Linked DNA regions of Rattus norvegicus: region 2 is linked to region 1. Evidence: chromatin contacts called from public Hi-C data. All regions are on one chromosome and are shown on one strand. The core of a region is the stretch at or near the end of the contact, and the rest is flanking DNA. Distances in the headings are between cores, read along the strand shown.

What was found. A called contact is a pair of places that touch in the nucleus more often than the background predicts.
Region 2: a contact with region 1 is called in a Hi-C map of the A7r5 cell line, with 2.7 times the contacts expected there. The contact joins two enhancer-like sites. A contact is called at or near these places in 7 of 12 Hi-C or Micro-C datasets (the A7r5 cell line, Schwann cells, frontal cortex and 3 more).

The regions. Positions count from the first base shown.
Region 1 is chr4:81,475,836-81,480,472 of GRCr8, forward strand. All of the region lies in intron 2 of LOC134486579 (a long non-coding RNA gene), which reads right to left. Among named protein-coding and RNA genes, the nearest start is that of Mir148a, 190 kb to the right of the region's middle. Within about 2 kb of position 1,901, at least 4 of the 93 cell types and tissues checked have an H3K27ac peak or open chromatin away from gene starts, as enhancers often do. A contact at or near this core is called in the A7r5 cell line, where this site is marked.
Region 2 is chr4:81,563,777-81,568,267 of GRCr8, forward strand. No RefSeq gene overlaps it. Among named protein-coding and RNA genes, the nearest start is that of Mir148a, 99 kb to the right of the region's middle. Within about 2 kb of position 2,060, at least 27 of the 93 cell types and tissues checked have an H3K27ac peak or open chromatin away from gene starts, as enhancers often do. A contact at or near this core is called in the A7r5 cell line, where this site is marked.

The DNA of each region.
Region 1 (4,637 bases), core at 651-3,150:
GGGTTTCTTTCCACTAGGCTGGCAAGGGTTACCTGAGAAGTCCTTCAGGCCACCAGAGGCAGGATCTCCATTTCCTGACATCTATTGCCTAGGTGGTATCCCCAGTGAAGTTCCTTTTCTTTTGGCAGTTCTCTTGGAGTGGTCGTGGATTGCGGATAACCTCAAATTAACTGTGTTACTGTTTGACTCCAACAGAATAACTGGTTGCTGCTCATTAGTTGTGTTGGGTCTCTAGGTAATGTGCTCAATTTAAGTGGATTCCCCTCTTGCTTCTCACAGATTCTTAAAGATGTAAAAGAACAATTCAGTCTTCCGGATATACTGCTGGCCCATCTTCTGATTTCATCCCAGACGAAAAAACAAGGCTCAACAAGCGACATAAAACTTAACGTCTCCCCACACCAAGTCAGGAAAATCCCAAGCCAGAAGTATAAATAAATTAGTAGCACATCACTTTGTGGTGGCTTGTTACATCCTTCAGTCTATCTCCAGGGTGAAAGGCAGGGGATTGGTGTGTGTGTGTGTGTGTGTGTGTGTGTGTGTGTGTGTGTGTGTGTGTGTGTGGATGCTGATCACCATTGTCCCCGCTGAGACAAATCTGTGAAGATGAGACCAGCGTGTTCTCTAGTATAGTGTAGATCTCTATAGCATGGCACAGATACCTATTTTTAAAGGAATATACACTATCACTGTTGCTAAAAATTACACAGCATTGTATTGTCTGTGCATAATCATCTCCCAACAAACATAGATAGCTTTTAAGACATGGTATGCAGAAAGTGCCATGCATCAGAATAATTAAAAATAAATGATGGAGAAACCCCACTACACCATTCTTAATCAACGTAACCATGTGTGAGAAGTATGTTTCTGTTAAGAGAATATGTTAAAAAGTGTCCAAAAAGATGAATGTTATTGATCTGTTCAAAGTACAGGGGCAGCTGTCATACCCACATAGCATTGAAGCTGGATATTCCCTGGTTACATCTTTGATCTTTAACAATGATATTGGTCTGGAGATTAAGGATACATAGGCACATTCTTCTTGGCTTTACTTTCTAAAAGAATCTATAGATTATAATATCATAACTGTGCTAGAGTAATTGTCATGTAAGTGATTTTTTTAATTTAGCTAATAAAGGTCAGGGCAATGGCAAAATTAACTGTGGTTGAGAATACTGAGGACTGTGTTACTAGAAACTTAATCCAAACATTTTAGATGTCCCCATTTCTTTCATAAGAATCACAAGCTTGAACAAAACACTGTGCCCTATAACTTTCAAACCTGTCCATGAGACCAGTAGGACATGTTAGACATTTTCTAATAAAATAGAGCCTCCTCTATACTTTCAATGTTTGTCTACTCGGCTTTCAGCACAGGTCACCATATTGCCTCTATGTATGAAGGAGGTGACTGTCAAACTAATTCTACTCTGTGGTCTTCTTTTATAAAGTCAAACATTGTGTTCTACACACTTAGAGCCTAAATCAACTTATACTAAAATGCTGGTTACTTTTCTGTGGAAAAGTAAATTCTTACCAGGCTCAGTAACTTGTTTCTGCCTCCTGGGAAAGGGTAAGTCTTTGTTTGTTCATTGAAAATGGATGTATTCAAATTCCGTTGTGTCTTTCTTGTAATGTTGTGATTTTAAGGGGAGTGGATGTTAAGGAATCTTTGGCAGAAGTCCTTTGTTTTAAAATGTTCCTCTCCGCTCCAGATCTTAGCCATTTGTTTCTCTGTCTCAAGGTGTTGACAGGTTCACAACCCTAAGCTGCCAATTCTTATTCGTTTTTGGAACCTCTTCATCCTCCCCACAAACTGGGGGCTCTCTTGGAATCTCCATGCTTCTTCTGAGACTCTGGAGAGAATGAGTCAGGAAAGAAGAATTTGGACCATGCTGTTCTCATTTATTCCATACTCTTGATCAGCACGGTTACTCAACTGATAGGAACCTGACTATGCATCCAACAGCTGAGTGTATGAAGGTGAGACGCAAGAGAAGGGCAGCCATGGGAATAGCATAGATCACGAACTCCTGAGTCTGCCGCACAGAACTGCTTAACATAGAAGAGTCTTGGACACCATGGCTACGTCACGGCCTCTATCACACCAGCTAGAAAACACTAACAGTATATTTCAAGGCTCTGCTCAAACAAAGTGTGATCTTTGCTTCAGTTCCTGGTAAAGCTCTTGTGTCTCCAGTTCCACCACTCCTTCCCAGACGTTTGCCACTGGACAAACAAAGTCAGACGCCAAATAAGGAACCAATCAAGAACCTAACACCAACCTGTTCATGACCATCAGGACATGTTAGGCGTTTTCTTCTTCTTTTGGGTTCACATCCTAACAAAATAGAGACTCCCCTACTTTTAATACTTTAAATATCTGTCTACTTGGCTTTCTTTACAGGTCACCAGGTAAACACGTTCAAACAGTCTCAGAAAATGTATTATTTTGACATTTACATTTTGGTGTCCCAAGCAAAGGAGCAGAGTTCACACCAGACCAGCACTGACTTCTCTAGACACAGGCGCTCCATGATGTCTAAAGTCACAATGCAGTTTATGCAGCTGAAGTCTGAACGTCACTCCCCCAGGAGCAATTTTAAAACTCTTGAAGGACAGCAGGAAACACAACACAAGGCTCAGTCTCCCCACCTGAAGTAGCAACATCCACACCCAAGCAAAAGACCAAAGCAGTAAGGGTGCCCTTTGCATTGGGGCTGGAGCTTAGTCTGTCACCGGAGTTTTTTCTGCATTAGAGTCCTCTTGCATGGTGTTTTTTCCAAGTAGCAGGCCAGGATATAAATCATTGACATGAGCAATAAGTAGAGGCCGGAAAAGCCTCCGCTGTTACAAGTACTTGCTGTTCTTTCAGTGGATCCAGATTCAGTTCCCAGCACCATATGACAGCTCAGAATCATTTATCATCCCGGCTCCAAGGAAGCCAGTGCCCTCTTCTCACCTCTGAGCACAGCAAGCACACATGGGCTGCACATACGTGTAAACACACACACACACACACACACACACACACACACAAAGTAAAATAACAAATTTTAAAAGATTAGATGGTAAAAATAGATAAAAATAAAAACTCATTTTAAGCAAACACAAAGCACTGGCAAGGAGTCACTTTAGAACCAATGTCATCAAACACAAAAATGCCCACATACTAAGTAATGTTTTTGTCTCCTTCACACTCATACCATACCATGGGCAAATCTGAACTTTTTCTTCCATCCATCTTTCGAGAAATCAGTTGTCTTTCCTAGAATGCCATTCTTGTCATCCTTAATCAAAAAGTAAAGAACTGACCCAAATGTAAAATATTTCAACAACTAGAATCAACAGCTTAAAAGCACACCACCACTATCACCAGTAACAGCACTTAATACAGTGACAAGAAACCGATCCCTTGTTTTTGGCCGTTTCTAGACATACCCTGTGATGTGGAGTCATAGCGCTCGTTAATATGGTTATTTTAAGTTGGGTTGCTAGCCTCAGTAATTGGAATAACTACTCCAATTATTCTCTACTCTTTGTATGTGTAGACCTAGACTTTCCATGAGGTCCAGAGTTATTACTGAGAAGACAGAAAGCTTGGATTGTGTGGTTAAGCGGCTCGGCAATGAAGCCAATAACTTTGAACAAGAGACGTCCTTCATGCGTCTCAGTTTATCCATCTTGCCAACAGGGAATGGACTAGAAACACAGTCTTATCTGCACTTTTAGAGAAAGTGTCACATAAAAAGAAAATAATGCCACATTAGCCTCGGTCTCCTAGAGAAGAGAATCAAAGCAGGAATTAAGTTCTGTTTTCTTTGGGAGGTACAATTCCCAGGCAACTCAACCAAAAAAAAAAGAAAGAAAGAAAGAAAGAAAGAAAAAAGAAAAAGAAAGAAAGAAAGAAAATGAACAGGGAGTCTAAAGAACAGTGCAAAGAAATGTATGTGATGCTGGCTTCTGCTTCATAATGAACCTCAAAATGAAAGAGACTAAAGGAGGGAGGGGAGGGAAGGAATGTATCTATTTAGCACTTTGCCATGTCCTACTAATCTCTGGTTAATGCCACTTACCCCAGCCCAGCCAACCAGGGCTTCCATGTGGCATCACCTGGGCTTGCTCACCCAGCCCAAGCTTGCCGAGCATCTGACGTGGGACGAGGTGAGAAAATGAGGAAATTCAGACAGGTTAGTGGGAGGGCATCAGCTGCAGGATGGCTGGGCCCTCCTAAGCGTGGGAAGCAGAGCAGGAGTGAGCAGAGGAACTGATGAATGGCAGGACACAAGGTTGAGAAAATCCAAGGACCCCCGAGATGTACACGCAATGCTGTGGTCAAGATTTACCAAAGTGCCGACCAATTTGCTAAAGGACAGGGTCAGAAGCAATAGTGCTGGAATGTCTGACTTTGAATAACAAATTTAGGATGATTTGAATAAATATAATCTTTAAGTGAGAGAGACAAAATGCTAAAAACCATGAATGCTTGGAAGGTGTGTATCGTCCATGGGAGAGAGATGCAGAAGAAAGTATTCCTCTGGGAATTAGGTTCCCTCTCTCGGTATTTGGCTACCCCTTACTATAGGAAGCCCTTTCCCAGGAGTAAGGCGGTGAGGAAACCTCATGACACTCTC
Region 2 (4,491 bases), core at 810-3,309, 88 kb after region 1:
TACAGGGATTTCTTCGCCAAAAGGCTCTATAAATAAACTTCGTCCTTTTGAGACAAAGAAGGACGATCTTCTTTACAGAAGATTAAATTTAAAGATAAAGATGTTAGCAAAAACAAACAAAAACAAAAAATATGGGGCGGGGGGGGCGGGGGACGAGATTCTGAAATTCTGTGGCCACATAGATTTTTTTTAACGAACCATCATAACTCTTCGGGAATTGTTTAATGGTCGTTTATATTCCGTGACAAAGAAGTTTAAGAAAGGCTAAAGCGAGAACTAGAATTGAACATTTCGTAGTTTGGCAGTAATTTCTGCAGTACCCGCTATTGAACACGTGAGGGCGTACTCAAGATTCGCTGCTCTCTGGTAATATGACTCCTTCACTTATTTGCATGAATTGTTGTGATTGGATAATAGATTTTTAAAACGTCAATTATACGTCAAATCACAGTCAGCCAATCAGCAGCCTACTGTAGCGTGATTGGTTTCCACTAGAGGTGTCAATCATCCAAAATTTGCATACTAGCCCTCCAGAAGGCTGGAGCCTGTCAGTTTGCTGTGGCTGCTGGAAGAGAAAGAATCGGACGGAGAAGAATGAAAATATACTTTTGCTCTAGCAAAGCGAAAGAAAAATATCGTTTTTACTCATTGTTTTAAAAATTAATTCAGCTACACATCTACCTAATAAAATAAGGACGTTTAACGAAACAAAAATAAACAACCATCAAAGCCTTGGTTACTAATTTTAGGTTTGCTGCTTAAAATATCAATAAGTGAATAAAAATTAAAAAACGCCTAAAATTAAGCTAACAATTTTGTGTTACAAATGATCATTGTCAAATTAAAAGTGAATATGGCATTTATAAATAAATGTATTTAGAAAATACTGCTTTCAATACAGAGGCAGGCTAAAAGCATCGCTTCGTAAGAAAAAAACACAGAAAAGAGAATCTAAACTAACATTTTACTTTATCAATAATAACATGCTTAGCTCAGTCTGGCCTCTGTATTTATTTACTGTGCATTCACAGACAGAAATGCTTTTGTTAGAATATTTATACACACACATACACAACACACACAAATTTTTAATGAAAAAAGACATTTGCAGGGCCTGTGAAGAAGTCATGGCCATTTTTTTTTTAATTTAGAAATTCGTAAAACTCAAGCCCTTCATTCTCAGGTCTTCCAGGGGTATTGTAGTTTAAAATATGTGCAGATTCATAGGATGTTTATTATTGCCCTAAAATATGTGCAAGAAGGAATCCATGGCCTAAGTAGGGAGCAAATCTGGGGCCTCTCGCTCCCAAACGTTGGAATTTGGATGGAAGCGGGCAGCGGCCCAGCACTGCAGCTGCAGGCGCGGTCCTCGCCTCTCAAGAATTTTGTAGCAGGCGTTAGCAAGCATCTACACAAACCGGGTTTATTTTCCATTCAGTAGGCAACGGACTTGTCCTTCCGCGACTTTGATTTTTGTTTTATTTTTTGTTGTCTTTTTTTGTTTGTTTGTTTGGTTGGTTGGTTTGGTTTGTTTTCTGTCGCTATTTTTGGTGGCTGCATTTATCTAATTTTCTTTACTTTTTTTCTTTTCTTTCTGTCTTTCTCTCTCTCTTTCTTTCTTTCTTTCTTTCTTTCTTTCTTTCTTTCTTTCTTTCTTTCTTTCTTTTCTTTCTTTCTCCTTCCATCCAAGCAATCTTACGGTGTGTCTTTTTCTCTGGCCTCTTCGATTACAAGTCGCTTAGAGAGCTGTGGCAGCTGTGTTGTGAGAAAGTCACACAGGGCTGGGGTGGTGCTGGGTAGAAGTGGAGTGCCTAGGACATTACCTGAGGTTACTGGTGGCTTGTATTGTGTTCTTTTCCGGGAATGCACAAATAACAGGGTCTAAAAGTAAACTTCTAGAAATTTTAAGTGGATTCCTACAGGAAAGCAAGCCTATTTACCCCCTCCCCAGAGTTACCCTCCTCAGTGAATCCCTTTCAAGCCCTCCGAGAGGATCTGTGGCGGAAGAGTGACAACAACCTGACTCAGCGGGAAATGCCTGCAGTCTGAACTGCCCCCACCTAGCCTGCTGGAGCAGCCAGAGTGCCAGCACCCACCACCTCACCACACACGGTCTCTTTCACCTTCGCTCTCTCCTTTCTCCTTACACCTCTTTCTCTCTTTCTTTCCCCTCTCCCTTTCTTTCTCTCTCATCTTCTCTGCCCTCCTCCCTCTCCCTCTTTCTTTTTTCTGTGTCTCTGTGTCTCTATCTCTCGCTGTCTCTGACTCCCTCACTCATCCACGCACGCGCACTTGTTTTCCCCTGGTTGTCAATCACACCCGCACAACCTAGGACGCTTGCGCACTGAAAAATATCCAGCCCCCACCAACCCCACGCCCTTTCTATGCGTCACCCTGCCATATTGACCAATAAGAGCACGGATCTGGGGGCGGACTTCAAGAAAGAAGCCAATGAGAGGGCGATTGGAAGCTAAGGCTCAAGCGAAGTAAATCCTTCGAGGTCCGCTTTGAGTCGCTCCCGCGATGATTTATGCGCCCCTTTTATTATTTGTAACACTTTGGGAAGTTATTAAGAGGAAGATCTACTGCTTCCTCTTTTGGGGGTGGAACTGGATAGTAATATTTGTCACTGGCGGGTATTAGGGTAGAGTGGTGCGAGGTGGAAGGCGGTCGGATGCTGGTTTGTTTTTGTGGGTACTGTTTTTCATTACACGACAGATTACCCCTTTTCATTACAAGCTGTAGACAGGGCCAACTTCGAAGGTCTTCTTGGCTGAATGATCTTGGATTACTCAGAGAGCTGAAACCTGATGCCTTCTGACTTTCCTGTCTATACCCCCGGCACTGGAAGGAGACTTTTGGGGAAGATGTTGTAACCTCTGGTTGCAAGAGAAGTAAATAGACTCCCCTCACTCAGGTCCCCTCCGGAGCACCGAGCAAACCTCCTCGTGCTTTTCCCGCCTGGATGCTCATTAAGAGTTAGTTGACTCTGAGGCGGATGCAATAAAACGTTTGGGTTTCAGGACCCCAAACAAACTTGGTTTCTGTTTTACTCTCAGCCGGACCACACCCCCCAAGGAAATTGCCTTTTCAACAGGCGCCTTTCGGGAACTGCGGGAGACTGTTCCGCCCGAAGCCTGGATGCCGGGGATGGGGGGGGGGCGTAGGGGGAGGATAAAGGACGGCAGGGAAAGAGTACCGCAAGGTCCGGGGTCCCCGGAAGACTAGCGAACTAGGAGGACCATCCGGGAATCCGCAGGACCTGGGGATGTGATGAGCTAAGCGAAGTTAGCACTCACCAGAAACGACAGCAAACTACCTCCACCTAACCTGCTTCCTGGGAAGGCCAGTCTCGGTGGGCGAACTAGACAAAGGGCTTTGGATGGAAAGAAAGTGCCAAAGAAAAAGAAAAGTTACAGATTTGCTACCTCTGATCTCCCAAACAGAAAATGTTCAAACCTTAAACACTATTCCCAGAGGACAGGGATGGGGGAAGGGTCTTTCCTTCTGTTTCTAGATCACTGACAGAAACACGGTAGCTAGGGTCAAGAGATTTCTATTTGAAATTAAGAGAAACAGTGCAAAGGAGCTTGCTAGGGCTGAGGAGCGGGGAGAAGAGATAACTAGAGGAGGAGAAGGTTAGAAGGAACAGGGAACTGTTTGATCATGGGAGTGGACAGAAGGAAAACAAAACGAAGAGCTTCAAAGCTTGGGGCCTAATCCTCCTCAGGTTAATTTCTGCTTCCTAAAACGTTGATAAGCATCATAAATCACCCGCCCAACCCCCACCTCGCTGATCTTGCCCGGAGGGTTCCCTTCCCCCCCTCCCCGGCCTGCCCCCAGGGGCTCCATGAGTCTCCAGTACACAGGCACAGGCCTCCAGGGTGGGAGACGTTCCTGGGTTTGGGCTGCTGGCTGGGCGCATGGGAATCTGCAGACAGAAAGGTGCTGGGAGAGGTGTGGGCCTGACCTTGGAGGAAGTGAGTGGAGTGCTGATGGAGTCTGCCTGACCCTGGGGGTTGTCTGTCTGGCGCGCTGTTTGAAGAAGGTTACAGCTTGTTTAAAGATTTGCAAAACTCTGAGGAGCCGCAAAGATTAGAGAGGCCAGCCTGAGATTTGTCAAATGACTTCCGGTAGTAGAGCCGGGTTTAAACCCAGACGGGTTTGCATCCTCTGATGGTGAATTCTGGACCTGGGCCACTGTGCAGGACTGGCCAGGCGCGCGAGGAAGAACAAGGAAGCGTTGGGGCCAGAAAAGGGTCTGCCTCAGGTCCCCAGGGGCCCCACTTTAAGGCCTAGTCTTAGCGACGTGACAGTAAATGTCAAGTCAAAATCTCTCCACAGGCCTTTCTGAGCGGAGCGCCTCCCCTCGCGCCCGTGCCCCCGCCGGCGCGCACGTGAACCAAATACCTTGAAATTGATAGATGCCAGGGATACTGTCCCTGAATTCCCCGGGATTAGCCTTCCTTGGTTGAGGAGAAAGCCAGGGCC